Regions from separate parts of the Gasterosteus aculeatus genome. Here region 1 is linked to region 2. Evidence: chromatin contacts called from public Hi-C data. All regions are on one chromosome and are shown on one strand. Each heading gives the region's core, a stretch centred on a gene start, on an enhancer-like site or on the middle of the called end of the contact. The rest is flanking DNA. Distances are from core to core; before and after follow the strand shown. Region 1 overlaps LOC144406283 (a long non-coding RNA gene). Region 2 has its middle 57 kb from the start of ankrd50.

The links. A called contact is a pair of places that touch in the nucleus more often than the background predicts.
Region 1: a contact with region 2 is called in a Hi-C map of skeletal muscle, with 6 times the contacts expected there. The contact joins two enhancer-like sites. A contact is called at or near these places in 3 of 6 Hi-C or Micro-C datasets (skeletal muscle and tail fin).

Annotation. Positions count from the first base shown.
Region 1 is chr4:3,610,024-3,617,324 of fGasAcu3.hap1.1, reverse strand. It overlaps LOC144406283 (a long non-coding RNA gene), which reads right to left. Exons shown (of 3, transcript XR_013467514.1): 2 at 283-466. Among protein-coding and RNA genes, the nearest start is that of LOC144406282, 9.2 kb to the left of the region's middle. Within about 2 kb of position 5,609, at least 2 of the 9 cell types and tissues checked have open chromatin away from gene starts, as enhancers often do.
Region 2 is chr4:3,531,102-3,538,237 of fGasAcu3.hap1.1, reverse strand. No RefSeq gene overlaps it. Among protein-coding and RNA genes, the nearest start is that of ankrd50, 57 kb to the left of the region's middle. Within about 2 kb of position 2,342, at least 1 of the 9 cell types and tissues checked has open chromatin away from gene starts, as enhancers often do.

The sequences.
Region 1 (7,301 bases), core at 4,360-6,859, 76 kb before region 2:
CTCTGATAAAACCTCATTTGAACACAGTTACATGTTGCTTTTTCAATGGCTATTTCTCAGCCTATTGAATGCACCATACGGTCTTTACTGCATCAAAAATTGTTCAAGCTTTGACTTGCTAGATGATGTTGCACAGATCACATTACGGAGCAAACCGTAGGCGTATTTTGTCCATATCACATTAACTCACAAGAGGCTGCGGCGCCGCTCTCCCCCATAAAGGCACCGCCACTGTTTTAGTTACAACCTTGAGATGAAATAAATGGATCCCAGAGGAGTTACCGGAGGAGGGGTCGTTATCATTTTTGGCAATCCTCCCATCTCAACCCGAAGGCCCTCCTCCATATTCATCGGGGGTGATTATGTGATGTCCTCCGTCTGCCGTTAATCCTGAGCTGATGCAGGCCCACCAGGCAGGCGTCATGCAGGAGGGCGAGCAGACCTGACACTGTGACCAATTAGACGCCTCCGAGGTGAAGGGGAGAGAGAGAGAGAGAGAGGGAGAGAGAGAGAGAGAGAGGTGGGTTTTATTTTGTAGCCTATTTATGGAGTTCTCATTATGATAGCGATAATTGCTGAATATGAGTCTGCACTGAATTTCTAATACTCTTTTATAATACAATTTATTATATTCAGATCCAAAAAGCATAATTTTGAAATTATACAGTGCAAATCAAGCAGAAAAGAAGATTACAAAACCCATAGGAAACATGTTTATTTTCTTGTCATAAAGTGTACGCATAGCACAATTTAAAGCCCAATAAAGAGAGTTACATTTGGGTTTCTGTCAAAGCTTTAATTAGACAAAGTCAGTCAAATATTTATTTATATATATATTAAAATATTTTAACCCAAAAAACCCTAAAACTCTCTGCTTGCCGGTCAGTGTGAATATCTTTCCTGGACATAAAGAAGCTCATTAATTCCTACTTAGTATTCTGATGCATAAGTAGAAGTGATATCAGTCTTTTCAGCCAACTCCAAACAAAAATGCAAATTTCCTTAAATGTTGTGTGTGTTTAATGAATGACACAATTTGTATGAATTTAAATTATTTAAATAGTGTCAACAGTCACAGTTACCAATCATTATTTGTCTATTAATGCCCTTCATGCTGTTCAAGGGATTTTATTCAACCGTTTTTATTTAACATTTACTTCACTGGAGACAGCCTGGATCCGCGTATTGTTCCAATAGTTGTCGCCTACTTATAACACTGACTCAAATACGAAAGCAAGCGTTCATTCTGCCCGTTCAACCGAGGAGAGGAAATAAAAATAAACTTGTTCATGCTGCAGAAATACATTCATTTTGTCTCATTTGAAGAGTATTTCATGTTCAAATTAACTCCTTATGGTCAGGAGCGATGGATTGAAGAGGTTACCTGTCTCAGGTTATTGGAAAACAACATGTCTGCATCATATGTGAAGGGAAAAAACATCAGAATATTTTAGCTTGAAAATAGCAGCACGAGGAGACAAAAGGAAGACAAGCGGTAGAAAGGAGGTGGTGGTGGAGCAGAGGGGGGGTTAGACAGATGTGTCGCTGATCATATCACAGCTGCATCAGTTCCCTGCTGTTTGGACTGAAATGTGTATGAACACTAACACTCTTGGCTGCAAACATCCAATTGTAGAGCTGCAGAGCCAAATATTAGAGCTACAGCAGCAGAGAGGGATCACTCTGCATCAAATTAACGGCACCATAATTCATGTGCAACCCTGCTGCATTATTAAAGCCTCAGGGCCGCTTATGTGTGACAAGATCAATTATAGGCATGTTTTCTTATCCTGGGGTGTAATTAGTGGTGTAACCGTGGAAAGTACGATCTGAAAGTACTTTCTGTACATCGTAAATGGGCGTGAGACTGTCCCTCAAAATGAAAGTACAAGTCGGTTTACCACCAGCGATAGAAAAAAAAAAAGACATAAGTAAACTTCTTTAGCGTCATATTACAGTCGAATCCAAGATGCCGTCCTTCTGTGTCCTTCTGTCATTACACACATGAAAAAAATAAATGCCGGTTTGAAATAAAAACAATTTGGAAGATGTCCACGTTGAATCTGAATGCGTCGTTGTGTTTTGAATGTGTTTCATGAGATTGAATAAAAAGGTGATTTCACGGTGGATAAAACTAATGCAATCACACTTTGTCTATTGATGTGCATGACGCGATACGTTTCCCCCGGGACGTCGACATCGCAGGGTCCTTGAGTGACCAGGAGGAGAAAGAGAAAGGTGTTTGCTTTGAGGTTACAGTTTATTACATCGAGAGCACGGGGTGGGATTTTACCTGATTACACATTGTGCTCGATTAATTAGAGGTCACTACATACATATTAGTTCTATTTAATTGCTTGTGTGAAAAAAATAAAAAAATTCAAATATTCCTCGTCTAAGTTTCCTCGATGGAAAGAAGTAGTTACTCACATTTTCAGGGATAAAACCCACAACTTTTCCCAAAGTTCTAAAATGAGATTTCTCTGCCACTAATTGGTAATGATTGTGTTTCTACTTGTGTGTGCTAATTAGGATGTTCCATTATTTGAAATAGCGTCAAATCTGATCAAACCAGACTCACACAGTTCAGGTGCTAAAGATACAATGACGTTTTGTCTATTGACGTGTAAAAATCACTAATTCTCGTGTAAGGCTCAGGGTTACAACCCTGGTTGTAAACAAGTGTATGACACTATTACTCTACTTCTTTATTTATTTATTATCTCAGTAAATATGACATACACTTTATTTTCTCACCATCTGGTTTTAAGTTTTCAATACAGCAGGATGTTCACTTAGTAGACGATAAAGCACAGTTCACTTTAGACGCGTGCGGTAACCTCCATTCATGCGCTTGGCGACAGAGAAACTGCCGACACAAGAGGCTTCAAAACGTTGCTCCTCAAACCATTCGGTAAAATGCAACCGCTTCTGATATAAAGTCTACGGAGTCTTACGTTACCCGAAGGCCAATGTAGTTCTCTAAGCCTTCTAAAGAAGGGTTATTACGGCGAGGACGTCCTCTGCAACGCGGTTACCACGGCGATGCACCGACTGGGACGAGAAAAGAGGCATTCAGTTGGTTGCAATCAGCAACCCTGATTGGAGTTGAATTATTCCACTGATAACTAATTATTTTTCACTATAAAATAGTGCAGTCGATCGAAAACTCAACGTCCCCTTTGAAAGACAGATTCAATAATTCCGGCCTCCAGGGATTCAGCAGCCCATGAATGATAATCATTTGTGATTAACGCCGAGCCAACCCCCCCCCCCCCTCCCGCCTTTGACATCGACGTCAGGATTAGATTGCCAGTGTGAAGACACTAAACAACTCAATTAAAACTGCCGGAGTCCATCAGCGGACGGAGAGCAGAATTCAATATGCTGACTTCGCGGCGGGCAGATCCCGTCTGCGATAACGCGCTGTGGAAGACGCCGAGCGTCGGACGCCTCAGCACCAGTCGAGTTCGATCAGCGAGGCATTCACAGGACCACGGGTCTACCCTCTGCAGCACGGAGCTTCTGCTGCACAGAAAATAATCGCTGGCTTTGTAGAAAAGTGCCATCTTTAAATTTAAGTTCTATTATTAATGAGCTGTAAATTTCATTTAAAAGATGGTACCGACTCATTGTTTGGCCTCGCCACTAGTATTCCCGTCCCTTTCCCAGGACGCCCTCGGCACTCATTTCTCCCTGTGGCTCAGGAAGCGCCGTCTCTCACCTGCAGTTAGCGCTCGTTAGCGGTTTGCATGTGTGTAGCTTCTTTTTTCAGGTTCACCACCTTCCATTGTTTGTATACCTGCTTTTAAGTGTTTAAATCCATAACAAAGCAGTTGGCGCTGTCCAAATGCATGTAAGATAAAGTTCAAATAGGTGAAAGAAACAGAAAACATTTATTGTTTTTCCATTTTTGGGACTCGCTGATAACATTTGGGTTTTTTTTTGTGTTAAGTAGCCATGAAGCGACTAGTTTATCCTAGCATGGTGGAAACTGTGTCCCTTTGTTGTGGTTTTTTGTGGCCTCTTCACCTCCCTTTAAGAAAGGTATATTTAACCAGCTGTGTTTTGCAAGATTAAAAGCACCTTTTATTTAACACATTTTGACCTGCCGTAGCAGGAAAACTGCAGCTATAAATAACAACATTAATGGCCACAGTTACTTAGCTTAGCGCTGCTCTTAAACGAATGCCATTAGTTCCACCTGTGCTTCTCTTGCTGCGACAAGTCGGAGCGTCTGCCGTGACAATGGACTCGTTGTATTTGGCTTCGTGCTTTGCTAAAGGCTCTTTATCGGTAAAGAGGATTTAGAGTGCTGGGGCCCATCCTGCACGGGACGAGTAAACATGAACCTTTTTTTCATTTTACCTGGAGGTAAATACTTGTGGCTCTCATGTGAAATTTGCCACTTGCTGTTTTTTACATGCATCTTTTAGGTTGTTTTGTGGTGAAACTTCTTCCAGCCTGTGATGCCTCCTGTGTGTCGGCTGCATGTGTGAGTTGTTGTTGTTGTTGAGTGAACCCCGTGTGGTGAGGATGTTTGGTGGTGCATTGACCCCGCAGGGCTTTGATAGAGAAACCTTCTCTACACAATGAAGTACATTACCGATCCAGTGAGTCCCGTCTTAATAACGTAAATATACACGGAGGCGAAACGTGTGCAGGGAATGTTTGCTCCGGAACAAGTCTGCAGACGGCCCTCGGCGAGCAGCGTGACCCCCACCGAGCCGGGGAGGATGGGCCGACTGAGACCAAAACAGCAGCAGATTAGCAGAAAAAAAAAACAGGGGAGGGGACTTTGTACTGTTAAACTGACAAAGAGTAACGTAACACTTGTTTGTTTTAACCTCCATAATGGGTGGGTGGGGTCGACCGTGGGTGGGGTCGACCGTTATGCAAAGACAATGACAGGAAAAGTGCTGGAACCAGAGCAGATAAAACCCATCGTGAGTTTATTTGCATATAACATGTCGGCTGCTTAGAAGAAGGGTTGTAATGTTGGCACATTCTCAGTCTCAAGGAGAATAAACTTTCATGCTCTTTATTCAATGTAAGGCGATTGAGCATATTGTGTTCAGTGATACTTTAGATGGTGTTTAATTGTTCCTACAAAATTGCAACAGCAATTTGACTAAAGACATAAGATGATATAATTAAAACTACACGCTGGATGGAGAGATAAAGACCCAATTTACATGTCACCTTTCACGAGACTTTGCTATTTGCGGTTGAGTTGAGACATTTTCATCAGTGTTCATCAGCACACATTAAAACTAATATATCATCCGTCTGGATGGTTGGTTAGACAGCGTAGCGGTTGGATTCGATAAACAGTATGTGGGAGAAAAATGTAATTACTGATTGGAACAAAAGCCCGGCACAGCGGGGCGTCAGAACAGATTCTCTAATCGATCATAAAAAGGAGACAGAGGGAAGAAAACTTGTGAAAGTATTATTTCAGTCAGTTGTGATTAGATTGTGGATGATTGGAGGAAGGGTTTTAAGGTTTGAATCCTATTTCTTCCTGCTGCAGCAGTTGCACACATACAAAGACTGTTTTTTGGGAAGCAGAATTCCTCACCCTCCTTTTTTCGTTTTGTGTGGGTGAGAGGTCCATCCAGCGAGCTGTTGTGAAACCCTTTCTGTGTCATGACTCACAACTACTGTTCCTTATCCCTCCACAGAGGGTCGACTGAACGCTGTCGTTGGAGAAGTGGCCTCCACCCTTGAACTCGAGGAAAGCAGAAGTGAAAAGCGCAGTGAAGCTGATCCGCTGAGGTCAAACCAAAATATACAACGAGGACACGATCCGAGGCTGAAGACGTGAATCATCACAACAGGCCAGCAGGGGGGGGGACACGTCTACCGTCCACATGGCATGCCGCCTTCTCCTTCGCTCGGTGCACCAAAGCCGCAGGAGCTCCCGTTATCTCGTGGTTTTCGTTTGGCGTTTTAAGCGGGAACCGTAAATTCTCCCATTCTGTAGGAACATCCTCCCAACGGCCGCGGGGGACGTGGCCTCGTGTCCACCAGGGCGTGCGTGAGGGTTTATAGAAGTCAGTGCGATATTAATAAACCCAAAATGAGCAAGGACGGGCCCTGTGGAGCGCATCGCCCAGGCCGTTTGAAGCGGGACTCCGCGCTCGGTTCGCGGTCCCGGCGGTGAAGCTGGCGCGAGCAAACTACTTGTATACCAGGGGGTTCCACAGAGATTAATAGAATGTTTGGAGATGCTTTAGGAACAAGAGGTTCCTACAAACCTTCATTTGAGTAAATCATTTGCAACCAAATCAAGTTGTTTACGGGATGTTCAACCTCTGCTTCTTCATATTTTACTACCTGAATGTTCCTTCGCAGGGATTGTACGAAGGCAGTAAAGTAGCCCATGAATACGAGATACGAGCTTCCAGATAATTACAATCGCTCCTCAGCTTGGTGATTTATGGCGTGGTGTCGGTTCCAAACTGGCGTGCGCCCCAAATGGGCACTAAACCAGTAAACCTTGAAGGGATGTCGTTTTTTCCTGCCAGGTGCTTAGATGGGTCGCTAACGTTGTTAGCAGCTCTGATAACGCTAACGGCTGATCTGAACCAACAGAAAGGTCAGACAAACACAGATCGAAAGAGGATTGTAAAAATCCATTTACCAACTGCTTTAGGAAATCTGTTTATCTGAATAGTACTTGCTTCCGTATTTGGCTGTAACTGTGAGACTGTATTTCGTCCGTTTCTGGGACGTTTGAGGTGATGAGGTCTACCTCCCTTCCTGAACAATACAATAAAAGTCCAGCATTTTCCAGCAAGTCAGGGACACAATTACAGATGGATATCAGGGGTTTTGCTGAGCTCCACTTTGAGTTGTGCATTTTTTATTTCTACAGTTTTTCCATCCGAGCAGTGTCTTAAAAAAAATAATTGCTTGGTTCACGCTGTTTGGGTTTTTTCCACATGCGCTTGTATTTCACGTAAAGCCACAGAACATTACTGTGAGCCGGTGAATCTTGAAGTTTCTGCATGCTGAGGAATTAAATATGAGACCGATGTTTGGTTCAAAAATGTAATCGTATTGATTTATGTAACCTGGTTGAAAAAAAATAACTATGTTGCACTTTCGAGATTACGTTCAAGATTACTTTAAAATGTATTCTCCATTCAATCTTGCCTCAGTGGTTCAAACAGGGCTTCACATATTCTCTTTGGACCTTCACGGTCTCAGGAGGCCTCGAAATAGAAGCAGGACCCTGGAATTATTCAATCCAAGGCCCCTGAAATATGGATCACAGAACTGGTCGAGAGAGATTG
Region 2 (7,136 bases), core at 1,093-3,592:
TTATTCTGTTGGAAATGTAAACGTGAATTATTTATTTGTGAAGTGAGGGAAGAGATGGTGATCATCTGAAAAAGAATCCATAGGCCGAATGAATCATTGGAAACAAAAAGGCAGACGGACATGTTTAATTCATATAGATTACCCATCGATTGTGAATGTACTGTTGAAGAATGAAGTTTCATTTGCAGAGTTTGTGGACTATTTTTAGTTCTCCCGGATCAACGGGCCGCTCATTCATCCACGTCAACCTCGTCCTGCTGCAGACTTTATCACTTCCTCTGCTGTACGTTGGAGATGATGGGATCTACATGCGGATTAAGAGGGTTTTGACGTGCGTGCTGCTGTGACTAATCATATCACATTAAACTCTCATATTTAAGACGTACATGTATGGCTTAATAAAACTCAGCTACTTATCGACATTTCCTTAATCCGTTTAACGAACAAACTCATTACTTTTGCAAAAGCCTTTTTTCTTCGATGCTAAAACTGCAACTCATGGTCCGATATCAGATGGTGGTAGAAAAATGATGACTGCTGATATCCTCAGTCCTGCAATATGGATTTTGGTATTTCATTACTTATTTTGTCCCCTGAAGCTCGTCCCTGCCTGGGGGGGGGGACACGTTGTTTGTCCAGCCCGTTTGACCGTCTACTTTTAATTATCTGCACATGCAGCTAGTTGTCATTCCCCTCAGTGAGCATCTCATCTTAAATCGCCAGCGTGAGCCGATTAAAAAGCGGAGTTCCTCCATCGACTGCATGCAAAAAAAAAAAAGACAAAACCCCAGAACCAATATGATTATTGCCAACAGGACTCTGCACACGGCAGCCGTGACCTTAAGTGACTGAACTGCAGCCACATTCAAAAAAGGCACTGCTGCTGGTTGTAATGAGACACTAAGTAAAGATCCAGTCTCACTGCGTCCCGGATGTCCTCCTCTGCCTGTGAGCTGGCCCTATTTCCCCTCCTCTGGCCGGGTAACGGAATCAAACGGGGGCTGAAATAAGGCCCGAGTCGGCAGTCAGGCACATCCTGGAGGACAGGAAGTCGGCCGCCCTCTGAGCGGCGCTCTCCTGCCCTCTGCTGGTTCGATGCCGCGTTTTCACAGAGACACGCTTCTCCTTCTCCAGGCGACTTTGGCAGTTTGTCTAGTTTTCTGTGGCATCCGAGTCAGAGTAGAAATAGATATTGTGTGTTTTTTTGTTTATTCCTTGGCGGAGTGAGACGGATGTTGATGTGAGTTTGATCTGTCGGGATGAGAGATGAGATACAAGCGTCAGTGAGCAGCGTGAAAACCTGCCCGGCAGCATGGCTGCTTCTTATGAAGCGTTTCTTTCCCCACATGCTGCAAATCTGATATTTCTGTGATGGTTAAAAGGTACAATTCCTGACAAATAAGGCAGAAAATATGTACTGAAATTATAAAAGCAGGTCCGTTCTATTGCTTTGATTTCAAACATGAATTTTCCGATCACTGTCAGAAAACACAAATAAGTCACATTTAGCTGTTTTTGTCTTTTGAACTGATACGTCTCTCAGCTCGGGAGTCTAGTCATGTGTTTTTTTGCTTTAAGAAAGGACATAAAATATAAACCCTGGTTCTCCTAAAGTGCCACTAACGTTTGCTTTGAACTATTTGCAGATATACTTAAATATTTTCTGTGTAGCTGCATTTCAATGTTTTTACACATTCATAGAGGCCACTTTTTAATAATAATAAAGGACATTCCACTGTTAATACCATGAGAATAGTTGCAGAGAATTGTTGTCACTGAGTATTTATTCACTTTGGCACTGCTACTTTTATTAAGTAAAGGTTTGGTTGAGTACCACAACAATAAAAAAAGAACATTAAAGCCTTTCAGAACACAACTCACAAAATAAAGACATCAACAACACGGCCATTTGTTACCCGGCAACCGGCTAAGTAAGAACAGCAGAGTCATCAATAAGCCTGACATCACTCTGCTGCAGCAGTCATTAGATTCAAAACGTGAAATAACGAAACAAGCAGAATGCGTTGTGTTGCCTTCAGGCAGCGAGATTGACTTGTACAGCACATCACTGAATGCAAAGCAGCTCTCTCTCTCTCTCTCTATTTCCTCCTGTCATTCTCTGGGGGGGGGGGGGGGCGACGGGCCCCCGGAGGCCTGTGGGAGCCGGAGGCCCGTCAGCGGGGTTTGAGGCCGGCTCCAGCCGCCCCTCCCCCCCCCCCCCCCCCCCAGGGGAGCCGCTTGATTAATTGAGCTGGCTGATTTACGACGGGTCCGGCAGCTCGGCGCACACGTGCACGTGCACATGCGCTCGTACCTCGGAGTGTGTCTCCTCCTTTTCATCCCCCTGCGTGAGTCGCTGCCTGCGCACGTGTCTGCGCACGCGTTCCTTGAGTGCTGCGATTGTGTGCGTTTCCTCCTCTGAATGCTTCGTTATGCATAGCGAGTTACTCTGTTTACACATTTGTCATTCTGTGTGTGTGTGTGTGTGTGTTTGGAAAGAATCTCTCTCTCTCTACATAATTACAGCTTCCAGGCCCCAGCAAAGCAGCATGTGGTAGCCTGGATGTCAGGGCCGGCCAGGCCCCCAGCATTCCCACCGGGGTGAGTCTGGGGTCTGCTGTCCAGGCAGAACGCTCGGGATTGATGTGCAGTAGGTTGGATGGTCTGCAGCCAAAACATCATCAGGACCTCTCTTTGACTTCACATTCTTCTCACCACATTCTCCTTCTTGATGATGAACGTGGGTGCAGCGTGTAAAGTGAAAGGCGAGCAGGGTGCACACGTTGTGGTTCTTTTTCCTTTCAATGACACAAAAGCATGAAACTGTAAAACCTAAAAGATGTTAGCGGCTCTTGAATCCGATTGAGCTTAAATCTTCCAATAGGTTTCCTCTTTCCCGTTAAATCACCTAAACTTATCTTCAGCAGTTAAAAGGGAGTTCTTCATGTGTTAAAATAGAGATTCCTATGGAATTTTCAAGTACAACAACCCTGAGTCGAAGCCTTTCACAGGAAAGAGGAGGTTAGGGCCCAATGAGGTGGGGTTAAGGGCTGACGGGGCACACACAACACGCACAACACACACACACACACACACACACACAAATACCCAGAGCCCCTGGAGAAATTCCTCAGATTTTTGTTGTTTTTTCTCTGCGAGTGATAACGGCTAGAGGAGAGCTGGACGCTGCGCTGGAGAACGCTGAACTCTCACAATCACAGCACCTGACATTGTTTTGGCGTCGCGGTGCACGTGAAGTGTTCTGCTACGCCGTGTGTTTTGAGCTGGAGGGCTTCGGGACACTCGATGGAGAAATCCATCAGTCCAACGTGACGCGCAGCATTTAAGGAGGACGTGTAAACTTAAACACGTCTGTGCGGTGTGCTCGGCGTCAGCGCCAGATATCATCCCGCAAAGAGCACGTAAGTGATTGGGTTTAAAAATCCAAGCCATAAAAGGACATTTACATCTCAGCAGTAAATTCATGTGAGCGTCCCGAACGAGCCAGTAACTACAGCCTTTGCACAAATTCCACGTCATAAATTTTCACTGCAGTATGTAAAACATTTCATTTCCTTTCCTTCGTCTCAGGACTCCGAACCTCCTCTTGTACGTCTGAACGCAGTAAAGTCCCCCCCCCTTTGGGGTCAGCGGGACGGGGTCCCTGCCTCCTTTTCCTTACTGCAGTCATTCCTCAGCTAAAAAGCTTTTGGAGGCCGGATTGTTGGTCGAACCGGACTCTTCTGTGACGCGACACGTTGGTTATTCACGCAGAGATCAACAGGCCTCACCAGTCGTGCATTTTGTCAGTGCAAACTGTAATGGGAAATATTAGTTGCGGAACTAGTTTACTGACTAGAAATATAAATATGTATTTCATTTACTCCACAGCCCGCGTGCGTCAGAGGATCCCGACCGTTTGTCTTCCTGATCTGTCGTTTCCTCCGTTGTCCCGAAACATCTCTTATTAGCTCACTCGCCTGTCGCACAAGTTCTGTTTGACCGGCGGTCGCTGACGTAACAAAGAACGTGACACATCGACTAAAAGGGATCCAGAATGAATACCGAGCGGCCGGAACCGTGAGCACACAACGTGCTTAAAAAGGAAAGGCAATAAGACGTGAAGGGCTGCGGATGCGGATGTAACAGGAATTCAGGTCCACGTGTTTGTTCCCTGGATTGATTTGTAAACGGGGGCTAATTGTGCTGGAGGTGATTCGACTTTGCTCATCTGACTAATTCATCTAACGATTCCAATGTATTTATAATCATTTGAGAGCCACGGAAGATGCCAACATCTACGAAGGAGGCCTCAATGAGGGAGTATTTCAATACTCTCTGATAAACCAACTCTTTTAAAGGATACAGTCCTAAATACTCATTCGTTGAGGCGAACCTCTCTCTGCCGCCACATGCGAACTCCCGGAGCTCCAGCAGAGGCCAGTAGGGCGACACCGAAGGGAAACGCAGAGAAACGTCCCGGCGAGTCCCACAGTCGGACAGTTGACCTCTGTAGAAACCAGCGGCGCTCGTTTGAGTGAACGAGTTCCTGAGCAGCCGCGTTTTGTTTGGCGGCGTTTGCACAGGCAACAATTACAGGAAGCACGTCTTTAGTTCATGAGGCTATTTCGGAAAGAAAACACGTTTGAAAAACAATTTGTGCTTTTAGAGATTGAAAGAACGTTTTCTCATGTGGTGTAACGAAACGCGAACACGCATCATCAGCTTAAGTAAAAGCTGAGCTCCTCTTGGCACAGTTGGACCGTTCTGTCTGACACATGAGAGAAATACGGGATATGTAATAACGCAGAAAAGGCCTCTGCACCTCGGAGCATTGTTCTCTTTTCAACCCTGGACATCAAAGCCCGGCGCTTCGACAGGAGATGCGTTTTCCTTCCTTCAGCTGTGTTATCGTTCATGATCGATATCAAACAGACACACGGCGTAAATCAAACACCAGCGGGCCCGAATCTCTTTCAAGTACCAACAATCTCCGCCTTTCTGAAACAATACACATCTCTGGCAGTCGGTCTGTTTGCCAAGAGCAAGGAAGTCAGGAAGTATTGGCCAAACATACCCCTTCTGTAAATAGATGGGACACACACACACACACATAAAATACGGACACAAAACACAACCAGCTGCACACACACACACACAGATGGAGTCACTTTTGTCCACGTGCACCGGCAGGCAGCGCGTTTTCTCCCCAGAAAGCGTCGCACAAACGCAAGTGAGCTCGTCGTGCAAAAAAGCGTGCTGCCATTCACTCGTATTCACGCAGGAACCCGGTACAAAGCCAACAGCTCACACAGGAGGGAGGTCTGAAGTGCCCCCCAACGGGGATTCTGTCAGACTACGAGCTGAGAAGGAGGGGGGGGGGGGGCGGTCTGCAGGGGTTCACCACACTTCTGACTTGTATGGATACACATTTTTCTCAAGTTCATTTGAGCTTTTAAACGGCAACGTCGGTTTTCCTTGTGAGGCTTTTGCACGTTTGGTTTTTTAGACAATTTAGTTTTTATGAACAAGAAAAGTGTTACTTTACAAAGAGAGAAATTAGTCTAATTTATAGAATGGTGGGTTTTAATAACTTAAGTTGATACCATCAGTTTACCCAAATTTAGTATATTGAACTGATGTATGAAGCAATCTGTTCTACACGAACAAAAAGGAGTACACATAAATAATAAGGAATCATAAAGGAGACATAACCTGTTTCAAACAGGAATATTATTGCATAAAAGTTACTGACTTTATAAACAAACTAAATGAATCCACATAAATCAACTTATTATCTTTTTTCAGAGCTTCCCCTGGTCTTCATTGGTGGATGGAGTTGGTTACCATGGAGACTGTGGAGATCCACTCGATACAACAGAAGGTACCATGTTTCCCTCTAACACGTGGTGGAGAAGCTTGATCCACAGCTTTTAATAGGAGTAATTATCAGGGAGACATCTTCCGTTCCAAATGGACGCGCCTCTCGTCCCCTGTCGTCTCCTGCAGGACGCGAGGCCACACAGAGCGTCCTCCTCCGTGCCTCCATCATTGTGACTTCTTTCCTCGTATTGTAAACTCGCCCTGCGGCGTCCCAGCAGAAGAGAACGCCGCGGTGGGCTTTTCCCAGCAAAAAGGAAACGCTGTTTTCCGCAGGAAACGCCGTTTCTCCCGGGTCTTTTCAAGGACGTGGGGGGGTTTGTTTGCTTCCATGGAGTTCTCTCAGATAAGCTCAAATAGTCTGTTTTTTTTTTGATCTTCACATCCCTGCGGGGTCACAACGCTGCTCCACACGCCGTCCCCGCTGTCCCCGCCGTCCCCTACCGCCGCCATGTTTGTTTGTTTTCTGACGCTTTTGTTACTCGTGGAGGAGGGAAAACTTCTACAAAAGTTTGTTTGAGAGAGTCGGCTCTTATCTGTGGTGCTCCTGAGGGCAGGAAGTGAGGAGCCGGGGGGTGAAGAAAAGAAAGCTGCTGCTAATGTAATATAATAGACATCCCAAAAAGTGCAGGAGGTTGTGGAGTCTGCAGGAGAGGTTAGATCAGGAGGAAGTGAGGTTTCCCTCTGGGATTCAACGGGAAAACACGGGCAAAACTAAACCTGAGTCATGCAGGAAATATAAAAATACGTTGATTTACTCCTTTAGAGGGAAGTTGAAGGTCGTGGTGCGTTCAGGTGTTAAGTAGCTGTCCCTGCTGGTTTGTCTAGGCTACTATTAGATATCGGCCTTTGAATTTCACACATAAGTAGCCAATGAGTAAAAAAACACCACCCCACTCTTTGTGTCACTTGTTAATAATTCACTTTTCTTCACTCCCAACATGGTTCAGAGTGCCGTAAAAGGTGGGAGAACATCAAACTAAGCTACCTATTTTCTTGTAGTATTTTGTGCTAAGCTAATGAGCCGCCATGACACGAGAGCGCTTTCAATCTCCTCATCCAGCTGCAAGAAAGAGAATAAACACGTTCCCTGTATTCGGCTTGAGCGCGCTGGAGCTCCTCCACCTGCAGTCCGCGCACAGCTTCTCCTGAACAGAAGGTGTGCGCGTGTCCTCCGGCCGCCTCTGATCGATGGTGACAGCTCTAATCCAGTGTCGATCCCCAGCAGTCCGCCGCTAACCCCCCGCCGCCGCCGC